2 separate regions of the Bombyx mori genome follow, and region 1 is linked to region 2. Evidence: chromatin contacts called from public Hi-C data. All regions are on one chromosome and are shown on one strand. Each heading gives the region's core, a stretch centred on a gene start, on an enhancer-like site or on the middle of the called end of the contact. The rest is flanking DNA. Distances are from core to core; before and after follow the strand shown. Region 1 holds the start of LOC101735951 (stalled ribosome sensor GCN1). Region 2 holds the start of LOC101736218.

The links. A called contact is a pair of places that touch in the nucleus more often than the background predicts.
Region 1: a contact with region 2 is called in a Hi-C map of middle silk gland, with 1.8 times the contacts expected there. The contact joins the promoter of LOC101735951 here to the promoter of LOC101736218 in region 2. A contact is called at or near these places in 3 of 7 Hi-C or Micro-C datasets (middle silk gland, midgut and whole pupa).

Annotation. Positions count from the first base shown.
Region 1 is chr10:17,191,589-17,197,167 of ASM3026992v2, forward strand. LOC101735951 (stalled ribosome sensor GCN1) reads left to right here and starts at 2,963. Exons shown (of 39, transcript XM_038013250.2): 1 at 2,963-3,095; 2 at 3,169-3,271; 3 at 3,770-3,965; 4 at 4,802-4,982; 5 at 5,333-5,497. The coding sequence starts at 3,081. It overlaps LOC101736079 (U11/U12 small nuclear ribonucleoprotein 48 kDa protein), which reads right to left and starts at 2,025. Exons shown (of 7, transcript XM_012697587.4): 1 at 1,781-2,025; 2 at 1,010-1,181; 3 at 465-527. The coding sequence starts at 1,894.
Region 2 is chr10:17,051,721-17,057,688 of ASM3026992v2, forward strand. LOC101736218 reads left to right here and starts at 3,900. Exons shown (of 12, transcript XM_012697050.4): 1 at 3,900-4,227; 2 at 5,111-5,335; 3 at 5,419-5,968. The coding sequence starts at 5,183. It overlaps LOC101736349 (BTB/POZ domain-containing protein 9), which reads right to left and starts at 1,848. Exons shown (of 14, transcript XM_062670762.1): 1 at 1,600-1,848; 2 at 1,015-1,135. The coding sequence starts at 1,087.

The DNA of each region.
Region 1 (5,579 bases), core at 1,713-4,212, 140 kb after region 2:
TATTTGCTGTTATATATAAAAATACAATAGGAAACACCCTTAATATGTCACTTCTAATACTTTGCAAAAGGATACAATTTCAATATTGTAGAATGTGCGGCTATTGTTAATCTATATCCGACAACTGTAACATTGAAAAAGAATAATCAACAATCAATTAAATAATCGTAGTGTAAGGGAACCAATTACGAAAATGAAGATATTTCATAACAAAATAATTTATATTATATATTGTGCCCTTCAATCATTTAAAAACCAAATTTTCATTGGATTAATTCAGTATTAAGCATTAATGACATTTAATTTGCTTAAATATTGTATATTGCTTATAATCTATTAATTGTAACTTAATATTATTTTCAATATATGTTCTGGTAATATAGTTACCCAATTATCTTCACGAATACAGTTCCCCAACACCCAGTATACTGGAATATTAAAATTCTTCAACTGTATTCACTCACCTCTTTTAAATAGTCTTTCAGAATTGGCAGCTTTGTTTATTATGTCTGTAATTTTCTCTCTATCTGGAATTAAGCATAATTATGCAAAGTATGGATAGTAGTGAATTGAAGTAATATTTTTACATCTTTATTAACATTACACCTTGTTATTTCTTTGGAAGTGGCTAGAACACAGTTAAAAAAAAAATTGGGATCTGCCAGTGGAGTTGAACCTCAGACAGTTCCATCACTAATCTATCTATTCTTATCTCTAAATCATGATCACTTGTTGTCAATTTCCATATTATAATATAATATAAATAACTTTAATTATAATAATATTATAATATATAAGAAAAACAATTAATGTAATAATATATGATTAAAAATAATAATTTAAATTTGGTCATTTTTTCATTCTTAATATTGATAAAGTAACAAAAGCTCGAAATGTCTGAAAAAGTAATGTTGTGCAAATGTTTTAAACCCTAAAGGTGAACACTACTCAGCTATGAGTCTACATTGTAGGTTTTCACAGGATGATGTTCCAGTCACAAATTACTTACTCAATTTGACAACAGTCTTACTGTCAGGATCCAAAGGTTCTGGCAGAAATATTTGATCTTGATCATATCCAAGGCTCTTCAGCCTGCACTTATTCTCATGGATTTCCAATTTTTCTGATGGTATTCGATGGTTACTGTCATATTTACAGGTCATTAAGTTTTTTTTCTGAAACTTTAAATACACTTTTTAATTGTACTATTAATTACATACAATTTATGATAATCTTTTAGATTCATGACCTAATAGAGCAGTTCTCAAAAACATTTACTCAGTAATGCACTAAGATAATCTACAAATTCATTATAAACTTCAATATTGACTAAAAAATTTTATACTTGAATGTAGGAGGTATAGGTCGGTCTATATTATTATTAATTACATGATATATCATTTATCATAATATACTAAGTAGAAGATTCTATTAAACTTAGTTGTAAAGTTAAAATCTAGAAAACAGTTCTGTATTTACCCCATATTTAGCCCAGAAGTGCAATTAACCCCTAACCTATTTGGATAAAAAAAATGTATTTGTAAATCTCGGGGGCTTGTGACTTGCCAATCTGTCGCGACCCAGTGGCTGAGAGCCGCTAGCCTAATATCTTCAATGTGCCCATGTCATTAAAAACACTGTGCCATGGTACAGAATTTACAGCAGATATAAGGAGTATCATAATGGAAGAATATTCATGCGTTTTCGCTTTAAGGGTAACGTTAAAATCTTTACACTGCCTATTAAAACCGTACAAATAACATTAAAAAATTTAAATAACCTCGAAAAGTTTTTGTTTATCCCATTGCAAAGTTTGAAGTATCGAACTCAATCCATTTTCAAATTTCTGTATCCGTACGTCTAATTCTGATAAGGTTTTTAGTCTTTGTTCCATTGCTGTGGTATATGCACAAAACAGCAAGTTTCAAAGGGCACTACAATTTACTTTTGCCGTAGACCACAAGCAATTTTATCAAAAATTTTCAGTATTTAATGATTAAATCAAAACTAATACTTTTTTAAGGGATTTTATTACCTGGTAACTAAGACTTTTAGGTCATGTTTTCATTTTAATTTATATTCTTAATTTTATGAAAAATGATAAAATAGTAAAAGAAATGAAATGAAAAAAAGATGATAAATTTGAGACAATAATTAATTGGGGTGAAATTAAATGTAGTGAGATGAGATGATAAAGGATGAAATATAATCTCAGTAAAATAATAGTCATTGACTGAGATTTTTTCAGTAGACTTTTTGGAGGATCCCGACAAGTTACGTCGAGCGGCTTTGTTTCATTTTCCCACATTTGTGCACTTTCACAGATATTAAACAGTTAATAAACCACCGTTATTACACATTTAAACCTGAAGAAAAACTAAATAGACCAAATAAAACAAATCACACAACTTCACTCCTCACGTTCCCGCCAAAATTTCTTGCGATTTCTTGACAAATATGCTTCTCAGAGATTTTTTTTCTATTTCCATACATTATACACTTAATATTTGAAATCTACTACTGAAAATGAATCCAATTGGATTGGGTACATAAACTGTGGCATAAAATGACAATAGACCATGGACACCGTTATTGTGTAATAACGGCATAGACCAATATAATAACGGTGGTTTATTAATTGTTTAATATCTGTGAAAGTGCACAAATGTGGGAAAATGAAACAAGGCCGCTGGACGTAACTTCTGGGGATCGTACCAAAAGTCCATTGAAAAAATCTCAGCAAATGACCAGCATTTTACTGAAATTATATTTCATCCTATATGATCTCATTTAATTTAATTTCATCGCACTTGATTAATGTCTCAAATTAATCATCTTCATTTCATTTCACTCCATATTATCATTTTTCATAAAAAGAATAATATAAATTAAAATAAGACATGACCTAAAAATCTTAGTTACCAGGTCATAAAATCCTTTTAAGAAAATTAGCATAGATTATAAATGATGTACACTTATAATGTACATTGTACATCATGGGTGATCTGTAATTTACGAAGACAAGTGTGCAAGACGTGTGTGTGGTTTTTAGTTAAATTTCAGCTGATTGTATATTGATAATGGCTGATACAGAGGTAATTTCTAATATTTATAACTCATACTAATGTTTCTGAAATATTTTCTAATATGATGCATTTCTGTCTATAGGTATTAAAGAAATTAAAAGATATTCCATTTAAAATCCAGACAGCAAGTTTAAAAGGGAGACTTGAAGTAGTTAATGAAATACGTGAAATTTTATCGTCGCCAGGTTAGTTAATTACTTTTAAAACCTTTATCTAGGTCTGTACTTACTTATCTCGTACTCTTTGCGTTCTGCTACAGGTTGTTATAGGTTGTTATCAGACAGCTGTATTGATCGGTTTTGAGCGCCGGGTGAGCTGTGCTCCCGTTCCAATGCATTCTACTGCAACGAATGCAATAGGGACGGATCACCCCATGCCTCTTGTTTCGAAAATTTTATTGAAACTCAATAGATAAACAAAAAATCATGCAGTCAAATTTTATTTGGGTTTGAATATCAGAAATATATAAGTTTTCGCTTTAAAAGCTTTACTACTCAAGTATACAAATAAGAATGTAATAATTTGTCTTAACCATTAGCTTATGAAGAAGAAATAGAATGATTACTACAGCTTATTGGCATTGTTGATGTCTTGAAAGCCGTTAACCTTTCACCTTCAGATGGAGAGTATGCTGGTCTGCTCTCAAAGGCAATAAAATAAGATTGACATTAATTCTTTAACAGGTATAACAGAACCAGCAGTAAAGTTTGTTTGCCGAGTGCTAGCTCTGACATTGCACAGATATAGAGATACAACGTCCCAATCTTACATCAAGAGTCTTGTGGCTTTCCTTGCTACTGAGCACACAGAATGGGCATTTAAGAATTTATCACCCGTATTACTAGAGATATCAGAACAGCTGAAAAACAACTCAACCTCGTAAGTTTTGCATTTGATAGTCTTAAGTAGAGATAACTGAAAAGTGCTCAATGTTACCTCCACTAGTTCCAAAATGAGCTTCAGTAACATAAAGAATTGGTGAACTTCAGAACTCAGAATTCACTGATTCAGAATACAGGTATTCATTGTAAACTTAAGAACATTTGTGTATTTCAATGTCTTTTACTGACTTTATCACAGAAGGTGGGAAGCCTTCACAGCTCCATTAACATGTGTACTGTGAACCTACTTTTCAAACAATATTAAGTAGAAATAAGTTCATAATTAACTTAATGTTAAGTGGTTATCCATACATAACACAGAGGGATTGCTTTTGACTAACTTAAGACAAAAAATTAATGAATATTAGTGAAATAACCTCTATAAGTATTGTAATGCTCCACTTTGTCAGATCAGACCTTGTGAATGTTCAGAAACATTTTATAGCAGAGGATAGGGATTTTGTCATTTAATATGCCCTATCTGTCCCAACAACAGTTATAAAAACTACTAAGGTCACAAAATCATAGAGAGCAGTTGCTTGGTGGTTGCTATTTACAACTCAGCAACGGTTTTTTTTATATTGCTTAGATGGGTAGATGAGTTCATGGTGCCCCTGGTAAGTGCATACCAGTGCCCATAGATATAAAAAACATAAATGTTGTTATCTACCTTGGGGCATGGTTTTATAGTCTAAGTTACTTTCTGACATCTGAGCCCTTTTGTGATATCCTAATTACAAATACTGAAACTTTGTTTATTATGGTTCTATTTTTTAAGCTATACAGCAATACTATAGGCAACAAACACTATAGACTGTAAATATTTACTTTCAGAAAAAGCAACAGCCAGTCAGGTCTGTTTGCACTTCGATGGTCTAGTGTACTGGTTGAGTCTTCACCGAAATCCTTAGAGCATGAAGTGGACCTGAACTCATTGATACTTGCGCAGGCTAATTTACTAGCCACTGTTTGTGCATATGGCGATAAGAAGAAGAATAAAAAAGCTTATTCTGTGGTATGTTTTTATTATTGTGTAGATAAGTATAGATGGAATGAGTCCATGGCCACCTGGTATTAAATTGTTTTGGAAGCTCAAACACATCATAGTGTAAATACCACTGAAAACAAGATGAGGTCAAATTCTCAATTATCTATATTTTATGTTCAATTATTATGCTACCATTCAAACCAAAACAGTTGAACCTCTTCACACTATAAATAGGCAGAATGGTATTTTTTTACCTACCTACCTATCTTAGTGACACTCAGACATACACATATATTTTAGAGAACAGAAAAAGTTCAATAGCAAAAGCCCACATACACCCACTCTGTATAATACTTTGTAAATATTGTTTTCACCAGCTACATGCGGTATGGAGTAAAATAGGAAAAGAGAAAGTACTGAAATGGGTGGAAACATTACTAGCACAGCCTGGTGACAGCGGACCGCACATCTCAGTGACATTCTCTGCTCTCTGTGCTCATTATAAGGATATAGGAGATGAATCTATTATAACATTACATAAGGTTGGTTATTGCAGTATTTAATATTTATTTTATAGATGTTATTTATGCATGAATTAGTGTTGGTGTTGGAGTATGCTTTGTA
Region 2 (5,968 bases), core at 2,650-5,149:
GTGATTATTTTAACTATAAAAAATATTTCTCAATGGTTTTAATGGTTTGGATAGACGCCGATTATAAATTCATCTACATTGACATTGGATCACCAGGAACCGCAAGCGACTCGACGATTTTGACGTATGCAAGCGTAGTGTTCGCTCACGTGGCCCGCACTAACTTGAAACCCCTTCAAGTTATTCAACCTCGATTTTGCAAGATAGCGGTAGCACCATGGTTCCTAAGGAGCGTGGATCCCCATGATGACCTGGAGCTTGACTCAGTCAGTAGGTATCTACAGTCAGCATCATTGCGCCACTTTGAGAAGGCAGAACGACATGAGAACCCGCTGGAAATTACATACCTGATCCTGTAGACCGAATGGTAATAATTGCGCTCTAATTTAATCTAATAATTATAAATAAGTAATGTAGTAAAGTATAATAAACACTAATACAATTACCTGCATTTTCTTTTTGTTCCTGTGAAAAACTCCTTGTTGGAAACAAGTGTAATACTATTTCATCCCATAATCTTCTTTTTAAAATTATACCCGTATATTGCTTTAATTTTTTTGCATATAATGCAGGACTCTTTTCTACCTCCTCTATTAATAATTCATTGTCAATGTCTTCCTCTTGCAAAGAAGACGACATCTTTAAAAACAAAACACAGCCACACTTTTTTAAATAGAATACTTCTACTGCAAATGCGCAGCGCTGACCGGGTAACAAAAAGTCACCAGTGAGCAGACTCCCATCATAATACACAGGGCGAGTGACAGTCACGTCATTCCGGTGTTGCCTGCCGCTACAACTATTAGTCACAGTATTATCATGTCACCATAATTAGTACCCCGTGTTTAGTTTTCATTGCACTTGACTAAGTGATCAAAAGTCACAGTCAGCGGCAGGCCTAACAATGCTGTATCCAGACAATTTTTTGTAATATATTTTAGTACAAAAAAAAAAAGATATATAGATCTATAGATATACAGATACAGTAAGGATAAGTGTTAGTTTTGTACTCACTAATGTGCTCGATGTCACCAACCCTGGCATTAGGAGCATTATTCACCGACATATACTGATGTTGGCTGCTCATGGTTCATCACACACGTACTGCTTCCAAAAATACGACAGGATTTATATTCTGCTAACAAAAATGTTTTGTTTTGCTATCACATCACAAAGTCAATTCATACTACCCAGAAATACTGCATTCAGTCTATTTTTTCTCCTTTTTTGCCACTTATCCTTTGGCTCTCAAATGAACTCTCCCCTACAGTTATTCCTGAGTGTTTCTCTTCAACCATTCTTTCAAAAGAGACTTAAGCTATAACAATTCAGTTATTATGCTCTTAGTAACCACTCAACTGTAAGCACTTTTAATTTATATAAATATATCGCTATAATTATAGGGTGATAATATTTGCACAGTAAAAAACAACTGAACTTTTCAAAAGTCGAACCATGTTTGATTTATTCTAAATATCTAGGATGTACTTTCTAGATATTAAATTTCATATAAATTTAAGAATAAAAAATTGGAGGCAGTGGCCTTGTTTACGTATAAACAATTCAAAACAATGTATTAATATTGTGATATGTACGTACCTAACAAAGATTGTACAATGACACGACTTATCATGGGAAAAAATACCGTAATTTTTTAATGTATACGTTCAGACTTCTCTTCGTTGAAATAAAATCCACATTTAACTTGGTAAAACAATAAGTATTTATCGTGTTATTAATAATAAGCTTTAAGAAATCTTCAGTCAGTTAGAAAAATCTACCGTCTATTTATTGTGAAATGTGTTTCAGACCATTAAATAACTATGTTATATTAAGTGTATAATCTATGGTATAATCTATACTTGACAGCTGACACCGTCACCGACCTAACATTCCTGTCGACAATTTGGATACCGTACCTACCTACTTTCTATTTTGCTTTGAAGGCCTGAATACTCGTCACCAGGCCTTAAAATCTTAAAAAAATTAAGATCTCCTGAATTGTTTTCCTTTAGCGAATTATTCGTTTATATCATTTTAATTGAAACAACTCTTATGGTTTAACGAATTTTACGGTTTACTCTGGAGTTTTATTGTGATTATATTATTTTAGACATGTCGAATACTAATACCGTAACTAACTGTAAATCCTCAAAGTAGTTTTAATTAAGTCTATTAAATAAATATTTTACCGTATGAAAATAAGTCAAATGGAATGAAATGAAATGGAATTAATTTATCGGAAATTCATTCTGACATGCGATTGGATGAATGAAACAAGATGAAATGAAGTGAAATTAATAATTTTCAGTTAAAATGCTGACAATCTTTTGAGACTTAACTGGACTAGACTTTTTTTTTGTCTAAACAAGAATGTATGTCTGTTATGTATGTATGTTAAGCTTGCTTTGATGGAGCAGCTCTATTACTAAACTAATGCTCCATTGGTAAACCATGCCCGATGTACATACATACATGTGATACATGACGCTGTAAGGTATCGTCCAAACACACGTAACTACGTAACACGTAACACTACATAAGACTGAAGTCGTCGTGGCTTATAGGATAAGGCGTCCGCTGTATTCGTATCTATCGATGCAACGCGAACGGTGTTCGTATCATAGGCGGGTACCAATTTTTCTAATGAAACGCGTACTTAGCAAATGTTCACGATTGATTTCCACGGTGAAGGAATAACATCGTGTAATAAAATTATAATTGTAGCAAAATTATAATTTGCGTAATTATTGGTGGTCTCTTGTGAGTCCGGACGGGTAGGTACCGCCACACCGCCTTTTTCTGCCGAGAAGCAGTAATGTGTTTCGCTTTGAAGGGTGGGGCAGCCGTTGTAACTATACTGAGACCTTAGAACTCATATCTCAAGGTGAGTGGCGGCATTTACGTTGTAGATATCTATGGGCTCCAGTAACCTTTTAACACCAGGTGGGCTGTGAGCTCGTCCACCCATGTAAGCAATAAAAAAATATCTATCGGCTGATACCTTGGGGTTAGTTTAACTAAAATGTCATGTTCAATGTGCAGCCAATCTCCAATGATAAATTTGCTAAATATATTATACACAATTTAGAAATTTATTAAACTAGAAATATTTCATACAACAATACATAAAGCCTTCTTTTGACTGTTATCACTTCATAAGTAAGTATAATAATTCAATCGAACATAGTAATTGCCAAAGGTACCTATGTACTGTGAGCAAATCATTAATTATTATGCATTGACGAAAGTAACCTAATTCAAATATTAAAACATCTCTTGTGCGCTAGTTTGAAAATTTTGTATATTTTATTAAATATTTTAATTTCACACGATGTATTCTGATACATTAATTCTGATTAAATAACAGCATTTATTTCTAAACAAAGTCAGATCTTTTACCTTACTCTTTTCAAATTATTCAATTTCTGCGTATTTAAATTTAGTTAGGTAATTAAAGTCATTTAAAGTTCTTATTTTAAACTACTGTACTTATCGTAACTGAAATCTATTTATGTTGTTATTAGCATTTCTTTCTCCTTAACGTAAATATATTTTCGATTAATAATAATACTAATATGATGCGAAGTTTCCCATCCATAGATTATACACTTAAGCAAAGATGGGAATTAAATATTATTGTTAGATAGGACTCCACATTCACTCTTAACGGCAAAAAAGATCAAGAAGGCAGACTATTGGACAAAATTCACAGTTTCATTTTTTCGCTATAGAATTGGAATTAAATTTGATTTTATAATAATTATAACAATGTAAGAGGTCTATTTCCAAAGATCTGCGTACAATATGTACTAAAACTTCTTTTGTCATGATAATGAAATGTTTTATGCTTAATATGTTGTCGAAGTAGCTTACTTTCTCTGGAATGATACCTATAAGAAACAAAAGTCAGATTTTTTACATAATTTGAACTAATTTCTTTTTTGAGAAATTTAAAATTAGATTTCTTCGAGTATTTTGGCTACATTGCAGTTCTTTTATAATTATAAAACTTCGTTAAATTTGCTTTTTTCATTTATGTTTAAAACTCGTTGATGTACCAATTTTTATTGAAAGCAGCGGATATCAGCGGGAAATATATCCGTATCCTCGAAACTTTATTTCCGGTTATAAAAATGTAATTTTGATATCAATACAATAAATCCGTTTTCCTTGTTTTATTATTACATAGTTATTACTAAATTTACAATTGTAAGAAGGTTGTGTGTAAGTACTTATTAACACTAATTATTGAAATTTTGTTCCATACTATTCAATTAATTTTTAAGCATTACCTTTGAATTTGTGTTTTTTAAGATATATATATATATGTGATTCAGACAAGATGCTATGTGCTTTAATTAATTGTATACATGCTGTTTGTTTAATAAACTAAATATATTATGTAGTAACAATCTCATCGAGATTTCATTGAGAAAAGTAGAATTTACTAAATTGTACGTAATCAAGTTTGAGTCTGGTACTTTAAACTTGGCATAATTTGACTTGTTCAGGTTTACTAAATGACAAATAAATATTTTACAAAGTTACAAGTTGACTTTTAGCTGAATAATCGGGCGCGAAAGCTTCGTCACGAAAATAACTTGTTGTGATTGGTCGTAATAAAATTTTATACCAACATAACGAATTCATGGTACATTTTCGCAATGTTGTCAAATTTATTACCAGTTGTGCTGGGCAGGTAAATATCGTTGCTGTGTTAAATGCAATACATTTTCTTAAATGGTTTTAAAAACTCAGCTTTATTGTGATGTCCTTATAATGAAATTGTGAATTACAAGGGCTCGGGTAGACAGCAAGATATGTAAGTAATAAATTATGGTTTGAGTTTTTCGTACAGTTTCTGATAGGAGGTTGCAGCTCTGTAAAAGTAGCTGCACAATTGATACCAGTGCGACTCAAAAATAAAAATGTATTTTTCACTAATTAAATTATATAGAAATAGAAATGAAAATTAAATTTATTTTAAATCGTAGCAACAATGTAGATTTTCCCAAAAAGTTTTTCGTCACAAGGACATCTTACGCACTCTTGGTGCGTCTTGGATGATTTTTCACTTCGCGATATTTTATTTTTAAATGCATTACAGGTCATCATTAGTTTATTGTAAAAGGTAACCGAGTGGCTGTAATGTCCTCGTTATCGTTCTCGGCAACGAGAAATGGATGCACAGCAGTGCAAATCACTTCAAAAGTTTGAGGATCCGAAAACGGAAATTTTGAAAAAAAGATTATTAAATTCGGTGAACACGTCGATCGAGCCGAGCATAAATCAGAATAATTCTCAGCATAATGTGCTACTAAACGCATTACGTGTGAGTTTTAAACTAGTTTATCAATATTTAATAAAGTGCATAATATGTAATGGTATATTTTTTATATTTAAGTTTGATTTCAGGCACCAATATCGAGCAGTATGATCGTGTCCTCGATGCAAGCGCCGCAGAGCTCTATGCCTTTAACACACAATTTAGTCACACATTCTTTGGCTCCAGTTAAAATTCACACAAATAACTCTCCTTATCCTCTGCAGTTATCCACTGTTCACGTACCAGTGCAGATTCCTGGCTCTACATCAAATATCAATGTTCCTGTGCAGTTGTCTACAACTTCTAGTACAGTTCCTTTGCAAATAGGACCTACTGGTCTCCCAATACAAGTTTCTGGAACAACTAATGTTCCCGTTCAACTTCCAGCTGGTGAAACAATCAATGTTCCATTGCAGCTTCCAACTGGAAGTCAGAACATTCAGCTGACTGGCTCAACATTACCTTCTATGCCTTTGTTGCAAAACAATCAATCTATACAAAGTTCTATAATTCACGTCCATATGGGATCTAATCAAAGGCAGTCAAACATGGATTCAGGTACTGATCTAACAGTGACCGCTTCTTCTCAAGTTCAGATGCCAGACTCAACAGGTGTTCAAGTGAAAATGAATACCACAA